2 separate regions of the Rattus norvegicus genome follow, and region 2 is linked to region 1. The links are chromatin contacts, called in public Hi-C maps. All regions are on one chromosome and are shown on one strand. Each heading gives the region's core, a stretch centred on a gene start, on an enhancer-like site or on the middle of the called end of the contact. The rest is flanking DNA. Distances are from core to core; before and after follow the strand shown.

Evidence for each region. Hi-C and Micro-C count contacts between places; a contact is called where the count stands out from the background.
Region 2: a Hi-C map of frontal cortex shows a contact between it and region 1, with 2.3 times the contacts expected there. The contact joins two enhancer-like sites. A contact is called at or near these places in 3 of 12 Hi-C or Micro-C datasets (Schwann cells, frontal cortex and mammary epithelial cells).

What each region holds. Positions count from the first base shown.
Region 1 is chr2:43,937,754-43,943,954 of GRCr8, reverse strand. No RefSeq gene overlaps it. Among named protein-coding and RNA genes, the nearest start is that of Plk2, 240 kb to the right of the region's middle. Within about 2 kb of position 3,809, at least 41 of the 93 cell types and tissues checked have an H3K27ac peak or open chromatin away from gene starts, as enhancers often do.
Region 2 is chr2:44,297,346-44,303,546 of GRCr8, reverse strand. No RefSeq gene overlaps it. Among named protein-coding and RNA genes, the nearest start is that of Pgk1l1, 190 kb to the left of the region's middle. Within about 2 kb of position 2,821, at least 13 of the 93 cell types and tissues checked have an H3K27ac peak or open chromatin away from gene starts, as enhancers often do.

The DNA.
Region 1 (6,201 bases), core at 2,560-5,059:
AGTCAATTTGAACAAACTATAGAATTTTTATGAAAACTTCTTAATCTAGATAAAGTAGGCATTTGTAGCCAATAATACCCTGACTGGGATGGTTTGTTTCTTGTTTGTTGCACATGTGTTTTGAAACAGACCAATGTTATCTACTGGGGAAGAGGGAGTCACCCAAGTTATGCAGATAGACAGGGGCTCTACTATCTGAAGACGCCTCTCTCTTTCTGCTAATTCTTTTAGACTTTAAAAAACAAGGAGAAAAAAGAAAACACTGGAAATTTGATTTTGGATGTCTTACCGCTAGAACTCTTCCCACGGTGGCAATGGAGCTGTGGGGTACTGGCTCAGCTAGGAGCAGAGCAGAAATGCTTCTGCAAGGACACTCACCTTCTCCAGTAAGAATTTCCTTCTCATGAGGCACTTGGAAACACCTTCATCATGTGAAATGCTGATGTGTTGTGGGAAGTTTTCTTCAGAAGGGAAGGTCTTTAGAGTAGGCTAGTAGGGAGGAATGAGGGAGCCAAGAGACTATGCCTTGCCTATGGAAGGCACTTAGTTCACAGCTCGGGGCATCCTCTCCTGCCCAGGGTTCAGTGTGTGCATCTGAAAAATGAGGTGAGTATGAAGTAGTAGTGACATCCTAGCAGGCCTAGTTTCCTACATATATAAAGGATTTTTAAAATCATGCTCTTACTTCTTCATTGAAGATCTATTTGTACTTATTTTCTATTTGTTGAATATCTTACCTGCATGTGTATACATGTGTATATGTATACCCCATGAGTGCAGTACATGTGGATGCCAAAAGAAAGACTTGAATACCATGGGGTTGGAGTTACAAAGAGTTGTTAAATGCCAAGCTGGTGCTGGGAATGGAACCTGGGTCCATTCAACACAGAAGTATCTGAGCCATCTCTCTCCACTAAAGGATGGCTTGGTTTAATTATTCCTAATAAAGTTCACTAAATTTATAATCTGATTATTAAATGCATACAAATTAATTTAAGTCAATAAAAGAAATCTTATTTGATGAGATTGATGTTTTCTCTGATTTAAATATTACTCAGTATACAGTACATGGGAATGTGACTTCATAAACTCACAGACATGTATAACATGTATGTCCTTATTTCAAAAGATAAAAGTAAACTAAAAATGGAATTAAAACCTTATTCTAATTATAGAAACTTAATATCCAATGACTGACTGAATGATTTAGTCAAGGAGTTGACACAGGTTTTCTATAAAAAGGCCCTAGAGCACGCATTTCAAACATCACCTCAAAAGTCTTCACACATTATACACTACTAATTGTACTCTATGTGTGCATGTTTACAGAAAATTCGGTCAACAGACAGCAAACTATGATTACATAACTTTATCATGTCATAAAATATTTCACCTTGTTAAACTTTTCAACAGTTTAGTAGCATAGAAGAAATCTTATTTGCCATCCAATTAGCCATTGCGGGGGACTTACTTTTGAGCCTTGTTGAGTCCTCATCAGATCAAGTAAATGTACACTGATGAGGACTGTGAGGCTCATTGAAGAACCCTGCTTTAAAACCACAGAAAAGTTAGAGACAAGCTTGGGAGTTGGCTCAGCAGTTAAGAGCACTTTCTATCCTCACAGAGAATGGGTTCAGTTCCCAGCTCACAACCATCTGAAATTTCAGGTCCGGAGGACCTGATGCTGTTTTCTGGACTCCTTGGCAGCGAGATACACATGTAGTGCAACAACATACATAGAGCCAAAAACAAAAACAGAAAAGCTACACTATGCATACAATAAAAATAAATGTCTCTTTAAAAAGTTAGAAAAATTTCTTTCTTCTTCAAATCTGATATACTCTATAAAATATTAATCAGCTTTTAGAAAGAATAAAATCATGACACTTGCCAAAAACAATGGAATTAATTATATTAAGCAAAATAAACTAGACAGAAGTCAACGTTCTCTCACACGGCCTTTCATTAGCTTAAAAGAAAGTGAAAAGAAGGGGCCAACTTTGGAGGAGGGGTAGGGGAAGAAGAGGAGGAGGAAGAGGAGGGTTCAGTAGAGAGGGAAGGATTGGCTGCATCTTGTACATGTGTGCATCTTGTACATGTCTGGAAGTCATAGCCAAACCATTGCTCTACACAATAACAGAGAACGATGGTAGTGCTGATAAGGAACCTCCCTTCTCTGCCTGTACCTTCCCACTTTTCCACACGGCCTTTATTGTATAAGCCTTAAGAGGGATGAGGAGATGGATGCTCCTTCCGTTGACCCAGGACAGTTGCTCTAGAGAGAGGAGGAAAGCAGAACCCGGATGAGGCTGGAGGCAGAAACAGTCAGGAAAGTTCTGAAATGTCATATGACCTGTTAACTAAAGTTGTACAATTATTATTATTATTAACTTAATCTTCCACCCACATTTAAACAAGCAACTCTTATTAAACTCAGTGGGCTACATACAAAATGAGACATGTAGGCAAGAGGTTGACTGAAGAAGAAGGGTTGTAGATGGACTGTGAGGGCCATGGAACTGGGAAATAACAACAAAATGTAAATGTATGAAGAAGTTTTATATTTTATTTTATATTTTATTATATATAATCAATTATATTTAATTACACATTTTATATTATATATTCATAATATACTATATAAAACATATATCTAAATATGTGTTTAATTATATATTAATTATACATTAAAATAATATATTTTATATTTGATTATAAAATAAAATCTATATTTAAAAAAAGATTTTAAATCTATATTTAAAAGTATAACTTTCAAATTTGAAAGAGACTTTAGAGGTTATCCAATCTAGTCTGATTCTCTAATGAGGATTTTTTTTTTAGTTTCCTGAATAGATCCTGATTGTGAGAGAACCACCACTAAGACCCACTTGATCAGACCATTCTGTTACATTACCTTTTGTTACACATGAAAACCTTCCCAGGCCTGACAGAATCTCACTGAGGAATGCCCGGTGGCTCTCACCTTGGAGAAAGAATACTTTCCATTATCTGTGTGGGCTACATTTCTCTCCAGACCCTCCTAGCATCCTTGTAGCCATAGAGATAAAACTACTGGCATTTATATACAGCAATACCTAGCATCCCGGCATTGGTAGGTTCTCAATAAATGCATGATAATAGGTAGGAATAAGAGAAAGATAATTTGCATTTGTTTGGGATCCATGAATATGTTCATGCATATTCACTAATCAGGATGAGTTAGCCTTATATAACAGAGAACCCTAGTGTTTCCATGGTAATCTTCCATTTACCAGCAGCAATGGGTTGAATCCTCATCCCCCAAAACCTTCTAACAATTCTCCAAAGTTTAGTCTGCTACAATCTCTTTCTCCTCTGACCTAGAACCAGGGGCTTAGTTTAAGTGTCCAAACAGAATTGACAGAGGGCTGCCTTCCCCTTTCCACCTTACCTATACTTCTTCATTTCTTTTCCATGCTTCAATGTGTCACTGGCAACCTGTTAGTAATGCTGCAGGTGTCCTGGTTCTGAAGACACAGCAGCGTTTGGCCATGCACACAAGGAGTACATTCAGGGCCACCACTCTATATGACAGTTCAGACAAAGGGCATGGGACATGTGTCAGGGCAGCCATCTCTACTGATGCAGTCCACAGGAGCCTTTGTAATTGTGTCTGTGCAAAGAAACAGTTTGGCTGGCATCGAGCTTGCTATAATTCTCTGATCCTGTGTCAACCCCCCCACTTCTGCTCTCCCTCCTCCTCAGCAGCCTCCTCCTCCATGCCACTGGTGCATTCATGCGTCATTTGCAACCTCTCACCGTGGCTGGAACATCTCCGCGTCTATGAATAGATTTAACAGCCTCCTTCACGCTTCCTCTTAGGGCTGGACTGACTCAGCTACCCTGAGAACAGAGAGCACTTTGATTGACAGCCGGCTTTACCATCCTCTGTTTCCACAATGTGAGGCAGGAAAGAGAATATGGCTTACAAGAAACCCTCCCGAAATAATAAATCCAGCCCAGCGAAAGAACAGAGAAACAAAAAGAAACACTGTTCCAGCTAGGACGCCGGAGTAGGTGGTTGTAGATAAAATGATAATTTAGGATATGAAATTCACGATTTGAAAAAAAAAAGATTTGGCTTTGATCTAGAGATTAGAAATTGCTTCCCCTGAGAAAAGATACTTACAGATGCAATTTGCAAAGTAGCCAGGCAGAGGGAAACAGGATTCACAGCAGGCAAATCCAGGTCACCTGGGCTTACGTGATGAATACTTATTGTGTAGCACACTGAATTCACAGCTACTACCTTTAATTAGTAACAAGAACACAGTCAGTCATGGCAGCAGGCAGCTGCAGAACCTGCCGCTGGCCCTCAGAGGACCGGGACCATGTCTGGCTCTGGAGGACACAGCTGCTTTTCAAACCCTGAATGTGTGGGAACAAACCCGGCTTGAGATTTCTGTAGTCGGAAACCAACCAGGGAGGTTTTTCCAGAAAGAGATAAGTTCATGACTGTTTATTAATAGGACACTAGATTCACCCGATAGAAATGTTTGGTAGTGACTGCTTAATTGTTCTCAGGCAGTAATTACTGCAATTAAGAACCTGCAACATTGCAAAACCTCGTCTAGACTAGTATTAAAAAGAACCTGTTGGTGATTGCTTTTTGCTGGAGAGAACAGATAAACAGTGTACCTGTGAGTTGCACTCAAGTGTTTACAAGGAATCCATCCTCCGGGTCTTCTCCCCGACTAACAGCCTTGAACTTGAGGTATTCTGGGTAGCACAATCACCATGCAAGTGCATACAATGATCCCTTTATTAACCCATATCTCCAACATGTGCTACCTACCCTATTAAAAAATAAGGTGGCCATTCCCCCAGGAATGACTCCTAATAGTTTGGAAGCAAGTTGTTTCCTTCATCTGGAGATCCTACTTGGAAGCAAACTGAAATGAGAAAAGAGACAGTAGGGCTCAGAAGAATAGCAGGAAAGACCCTCATCTCCAAAGACAGTGCAAAGCCCAGCAAGCTCCCTGAGGAGGTGGTACCTCTTAAGAAGTCTCATCTGGGGGTTGGGGATTTAGCTCAGTGGTAGAGTGCTTGCCTAGCAAGCTCAAGGCCCTGGGTTCGGTTCTCAGCTCCGGAAAAAAAGAAAGAAAGAAAGAAAGAAAGGAAGGAAGGAAGGAAGGAAGGAAGGAAGGAAGGAAGGAAGAAAGAAAGAAAGAAAGGAAGGAAGGAAGAAAGAAAGAAGTCTCATCTGCTCATCTGCTTCTGTTTCTGTGACTCTGCCCCACTGCAGTCATTCTACTTGTAATTTCCCACAACCAGGCAAGTCCTTAACCCCTTCCTTCCAAAGCAGTGTAAGTGAAGAGTTAAGTTCACTCTCTCAACCCCATGCCTTCTTTTCTCAGGGATTCAGCTTCTCACACCCTTTCCAGTTCAGTGTGATGGACCATGTGAGCCCTCTCAGGCTGTTGCTTAGCGTGATGGCTGTGCTAAATTATGTGCTAAAGCCTCGGGGACAATGGACATAATCAGGTGTCTCTGGCATCAACAATAGGTATGAAGATGTTCTTTTCAAAAAGGAAACTTTTGAAAGCTTTTACTACACATGGTTTCTTTTATTGTAGTGATCTTGCATCAGTCAGGAGCATTTGCTCTAAGTAATATATTAACATTGCTACCAATTATTATTAGCTTAAGTTCGCCATTTCCACTGGGGTTCGTTCCACAGGAGTTTGGTCACATACGTTGGTTGTCATGAACACACTGTTGTGATACTGTACAGAATACTTTCATGGCACTGACTTCCCAGTACTCCACCTGCTAATGCGCACCCTCTAGCTTCTGTGTTATGGTTAATCTTCAAGGTCAACTTGTTTAGATTAAGTAATATTCAGGGTGTGACTCAGGCAAGTCTCTGGGTGTGTCTCTAAGGGTGTTTACAGAGAGGGCCAGCTTTGGGGATAGGATCTACACTGAATGTGGGCGGACCCATCCCATATGCTGTGGTTCTGGACTGCGCAAAAGGGGAAAGGAGAAAGTCAGCTAGTGAGGAATTCCTTTCTGTTTCCCAATCTTTTTAGATGTGAGCAAGCAGCCTCACATTCCTGCTGCCACACCCAGGGGCTGCTTCTACCCTAAGCTTCCCTCACATACAGTGTATTCTCTTGGTGGAAACCAAATGTGCCTTTGCTCTCTAAGTTGCTTCTTGTC
Region 2 (6,201 bases), core at 1,572-4,071, 360 kb before region 1:
AGCTTGGCAACCAGCTGTGGTACACATCTATCTCACACTTTTACACAGACCACTAACACTGGTCATATGACGGGGAAATTTTTCTCACTGATTCTCCGTAATGGTTCCCAAAGGCCAAACTAGAAAGATTGTTCAGTTCTTGAGGCCAAATAGGAAACCCCTGATTTCTAAGAATGAAGGACACTTTCAAAAACTGGCAAGGAAAACCTGTGTGGTTTCCACAGCCTCTTTCCTGGACTTCAAGGATGAGATACTGGAAACAATCATTAACCTGACAGAGGAGTCCAGTGCTAACTGCTAACAGAGACTGTCAAATTCTCAGGCTACCTCAAGCCACCCTCTTTTTAAATATTTGTTTTATGAAACAAGATTGCATAGAGTCCATGCTCTATGTAGCTGAAGGTAACCTTGAACTCTTGATCTTCTGGTCTCTATAGAGCTCAGGCTGGCCTTGCATCTACTATGTAGCTGAAGGTAGCCTTGAACTCTTGATCTTCCAACCTCTACTTACTGTGTGATGGGCCTATAGGGCTGTGCAATTGGACTTGTCCCTAGATTTGATTCTGAATTTCTACTGGAGCTGATCACACTTTCCTGGAAGCTGGCACCTGGCTGAAAAGATGGGACTTGCTGAACTTGAGCATGATTGGGCAGTAGAAAGTGGATAAAAAGACAATTATGGATTTAAATAACCACGCCCACATGGTAAGTGTGTTGTAGTTTTGTGTTCTTTCCTTTCCATCCTTTCATTACAATGGAGAAGTACAATTTAACCCATATGTCATTTTAAAATCACCTTCTAGTAAATCATACTCAGATGAGAACTTAAAACATAACATTAGAAACAGAAACCAACTTGATGAGAAATCAGCTGGGCTTCCCCCAACGGTCATTTGAGTAGGTTTTTAGAAAAGAAGAAAATTTCCGACTCTAGACAGACTATCTGGTTTTCAAATCTTTCCCATAATCCTTCACATTTTTTTTTGAGTCTTAAGGCCAGCTGCTCTCCTCATTGTTGACAGACTTTGTCTTGAGCCCTGGGAAATCAATGTTTCGTTCCAACATGGATATAGATAAAGGGCCACTAAGGCAGACACAAATGTGAGGCAGGGTTTTGAGAGGGGTGGAGTTGGTAACCATCTGTATACCCTAGAAAGATGCAGCATTGACAAAGATTAACTGGAAAAAGTGAGGAAGGAACTGTCAAAGACAACATCTTTCTGATGTATATGGCGATCTCACAGTGGACCTCTGCAGCTGGTGCCCGGGTGAGAAGGGAGCTATTATAGACTCTGTACAGTGACTGGTTTGAAATTAAGAATCCCTACTAGACCTATCTCTTCCAGTGAAGTATGCAGCCTGAGGCATGTTATTTCCCATCTGATTTTAAAAGCAAATAGATGAAGTAACTTATGCATCGATTCAGAGGTCTTTTCTTTGTTACAAACATCTTGATGAAGTAGAAATAACACACTTTAGAGCAGAAGAGATCTTCCAGGTTTACGTTCTCTGGCCTTGTCTTGTGATATTCCTTAGTTGTTTTTTATTCATAAAATGAAGAGAACAATGCCTAGAAAGTTGTTATAAAATGACAGTCAGCACCACCAACACTTTCCAAAGTTCCAGAATATAGATGACTGTAACCAGAAAGATCACCATAATCCAATGGTGCCATGACCTAGACTGAAATAGACACATATTGCTGAGTGTCCATTGCTGTGAAGAGACTCTATGACCACAACAACTTTTATAAAGGAAAACATTTAATTGGAGGGTTGCCTTACAGTTCAAAGGTTCAGTCCATTTGCATCATGGCAGGAAGCATGGCAGCATCTAGGTAGGCATGGTGCTGGAGAAGTAACTGAGGGTATTACATCAGAATCTGAAAGCATCAGGGAGAGTGACACTGGGTCTGGTTTGAGCACTTAAAACTTCAAAGCCACATCTTCTCCAACAAGACCACTCCTCCCATTATTACCACTCACTGTGAGCCTATGAGGCCCTTTTCAAACCACTATACAGGGTACAGTGCTAGGCTGACTTCTGTTCCTGATGATGTATAGCACTATGTCTATGTTACTAAGGGTGAAATAACTCAAACCTCTGGCTCTGTCTTTGAATAGAAGACTCAAGCCTGATGTCACAGGCTTGAGAACATTATAAGTAGTTCCAGTCCCATTACGCAATATGCCTCATCCCAACTCTGTGGCCAGGAGAATATCATTTGGCCCTTTTGGCTCTGTCAGAAAGTTCTCTTAGTAGAGGAGAATGTGGCTAAGCGTGTCTGGCTGTTTCACTCCTGTCTGGGAAGTGCAAAGCCCCATCGGCTTAAAGGGATTGAAGAAGGGCTTCTTTGGATGCTCTTCCTGGAACTCTTGGATGCTCGTGTTCAGAACTGAGGGATGAGGATTAGCGAGAAGCCCCAAAGACATTTGTTTAAGCTCATCGCCACTGTTTTGGCCAATTTAAGCACCTGTAGGAAAACCAGAGAAATAAATCCATATGGTATTACATTTTCACCATCAACGAACTCCTACTGTTTAAAAGAAAATTGACCTTTTGTGTGTTAGATGCTTGGGAATCACCTGGAGAATGATGATTTTTTTTTTGAAAGCTGTTGTGCCTGTGTGAGCCAAGAGTACTTCACAGCTATGAATTTGATAATTCCCATTCTCCACTGAACAATTGTTTGATCCTAGCATTGATTGGAATTCTGTCCTCTAGAGGTCACTAATGTACCAGATTTAAAGAACATGGAGGCTTCCAAAGTGCTCAGGAGGAGACAAATATCCTGATTGCACTTGTGTGAAAGAGGAATGGAGGGAAATAGACTACTCCAAGCTAGTCTCATAGACTAGAAGCAGTAAGAAATCTTGTCTTGAATATTGAATAAGGTATTTTTAAATTGATTTTTTTTCTTGGTTTATCTTGGGTTTCCTCTGCCTCAATCCAGCTGGTCCCTGTTTTCATTTTTATAGTTTTGTTTGCTTTTTTCAGATTTTGTATTTTATGTTCTAGGTTGGACATGAACTCCCCATGTTGTCCAGGATAACCTTGAATTCCTGATGACCCTGCCACCACCTTCCAAATGTTGGAATTATATGCATGTACTACCACACCCAGCTAAAAAATTCTTCCAATGATTGAGCACCTTTTCGCGGGAACATTAACAGCAGAAGTAAGTTTCCTTGGCATGGCCTTTAAAGAACATGGGAAGGCTGTGCCTGGAACTTGGAATGGGGTCTTTTAACTCTTTCTGCAGATCCTGAGTAGCCTAACTTAGGAGGATGCTCTGCAGACTAATCCGAACATAAAAAGATCACTTTGGATATAAAACACATGACTGTTGATCAGGAGCTATGGGAATGACACTCTGAAACGCTTAGAAGACTTTTCCCCCTGTGCTATGGCTTTTCTGTTAACCTAGTGCTGACTGCTCTTTGTCTCCCTTGAAGAGAAATTACCTTGAGAATGTGTTTCATGTTGGCAGAGGGATTGCCCAGGGAGATTTAAACAACAGGCTGCCTGGAGTCCAGGACGTGTTGTGGCATAACCTGCTGCCAGTGGACCGCGCTGCTCTAGGCGTGACCTGGGAGGTACCAGCGGCATTTCACACTATTGTTCCTGCTGTTCTGCTTGCTCTCCAAGGAGAGGAACGCTTACACCACAGTTTTCCCAGGGTCCAGACACTTGCCAGCAGCTGACCCATCAGGAAATGGCCTCTCCCCTCTTCCTTCCCACATTCCTTTCCGGGCTTCCCCAGCCCAAGGTGTGGCCAGCGCCCAGAAGATCTCCTTTGCTTGATTGACAGGCAAACAAAACCTTCCTCTAGATAAGCAAGATCACAGCTCCGTAGGAAATCTATTTGTTTCTGGATGGAGCTTGTCTGCTCTCTCTCTCAATAGCTACAGTGCTGACTTCATAGTTTCTTATCATGCTTAGGATGTGTGGAACAGTCAATCCTAAAACAATGAGCTCTGCTTTTTAAAAGGCTAATTCACAATGAAATACTACACTTTGTTCTACAGAGTTTATGGTGGTCTCCCTTGAAGTCCTTAGAGGGTTGTACTGTGCAATAAGAAAGAATAGAAGGAAGATTTCAGTTTTGAATTTTCTCTATTTAATTTAGTTCTTTAAAAAAATATAAAAAAATTGTTATTCCTGACAAGAGCTGGGAATTCAAGAAAAGATGCCCCTTTTCACTTTGGGGGAGCATCTTTTTAACACAGATGCAATCCAAGAAAGAATAACAGGAAGCTGTGTGATGCTTTGACTCATCAAGGTTGTCCCTTGACTTTGTACATTCGTGTGAATGGGGAGCTTCCTTGAGGCTCTGCCATTTTTTTCTTTGTTGTCACTTGTATGGCTCTAAGTAAACCTGTGTGTGTATGTATGTATGCCTGTGTGTGCATATGTGTGTGTATGCATGAAAGGACCAAAGATAAACAACTTTCAGATCCATTGTGAAGCTGATATCTACTCTAAGATCATTTAATGAAGAGCAAATATGTTTCTTTTTTTTTAATTGTTCACAATGGTTATCTCTCATACCAGGGCTAGGAAACAATTGTCTGCAGTAGACAGACTGTTTCATGTTCTATTTCCCAGACGGACAAAAGGGAGATATATACATAGAATGGGTTGCTAGCAATCTCTTGAATGGCCTGTTCTTACAGACTGGGAGGTAGGTATTGTGATCCACATTGATCAAATGAGCAAGCTGATGTTTGGACAGGCAATTGGACTGCTGTACCTACTCTGCATATAAAGTAGGATTAGTAATCGAATCCCTGTTCTCAGATTTCATTATTGCTTCTTTAAGAGTAGGTTTATTTTTACTATGATGTTTTAAAATGAACAACTGTACCGTGTAACCAGGAACTCGGTCTTTCCCCTTCCCACTGTCCAAACTAGTGCTGTGTATTCAGCATGAAGATGTTTTACATGGTTGTGGTGGCTTGACTTTGTATGGCTCTATTGATTTCTGTGTTTGAATCCTTGGCCATAGGGAGTGGCACTATTAGGAGGTGTGACTTTTTTAAAAGAGGTGTGGCCTTGCTGTAGGAAATGTGTCACTGTGAAGATGGGACTTTGAGGTCTTAAATGCTCAAGCTACTCCCAGTATGAAACATGTTCAGTCTCCTGGCTGCCTTCTGATGAAGATGTAGAACTCTGAGCTCCAGCACCATGTTGGTCTGCATGCCTCAATGCTTCCCACCATGATGATAAGAGACTCAACCTCTGAAACTGTAAGCCAGCCCCAATGAAATGTTTTCCTTTATAAGAGTTGCCTTGGTCATGGTGTATCTTCACAGCAATAAAACCCTAACTAAGATAATAGCAGAGGCAGAGAGGAACCTGGAAGAACGTTGCATGGAAAACTTTTTAAAAGATGGAATCTCTTAAAAAAATAAAAAAAATTAAAAAATTAAAAAAAAAGATGGAATCGCACTATCATGTTCAGGCTGATGTGAGACTCATGGACTCACACAATCTTTCCAACTAGTTGGGATTGTAAGTACTTGCCACTCCACTCAGAATAAACTCCCTTCCTTCCTTCCTTCCTTCCTTCCTTCCTTCCTTCCTTCCTTCCTTCCTTCCTTTCTTTCTTTCTTTGTCCTTCCTTTCTTCCTCTCTATCTCTCCTCCCTCCCTCCCTCCCTCCCTCCCTCCCTCCCTCCCCCCTCTCTCTCTTTCTTTCTTTCTTTCTTTCTTTCTTTCTTTCTTTCTTTCTTTCTTTTTCTTGCTTTCTTGCTTTCTTTCCTGTCCAGCTAGGCAGGAGCTTAAATACTGAGATACGTCCCCAGCATCCCCAACCCATAAACTCCATCTTTTGTCATTCCCTTGTGCTTGGCATTTCTCTAGTATCCTGGGATATTTTCTGTCACATGTTAAGCCATTTCCTTCCATTGGCCTTTCTTCTGTGACTGCCAAGCTTCTCTATACTTCCCTGGATGCTGGTACCACAGCTGTTGTTGAACCCGCTTTTTGACCAGGACTACAATCTAAGCTCCAGGTCAAGTTTTCTAAGAGCACACAGTGAAGTTTTATCATACACTTTCTCATCTGATTTCCACTGGCACTGTGGAGATGGACTCTGAGTATATGAGGATATGAGTGAAGCATGAGTCTGTAATGGCTCTTCAAATATACAAGACAAGGCGACACATGACCTGCAGACAAAGAAGAGCACTAGGGTCGG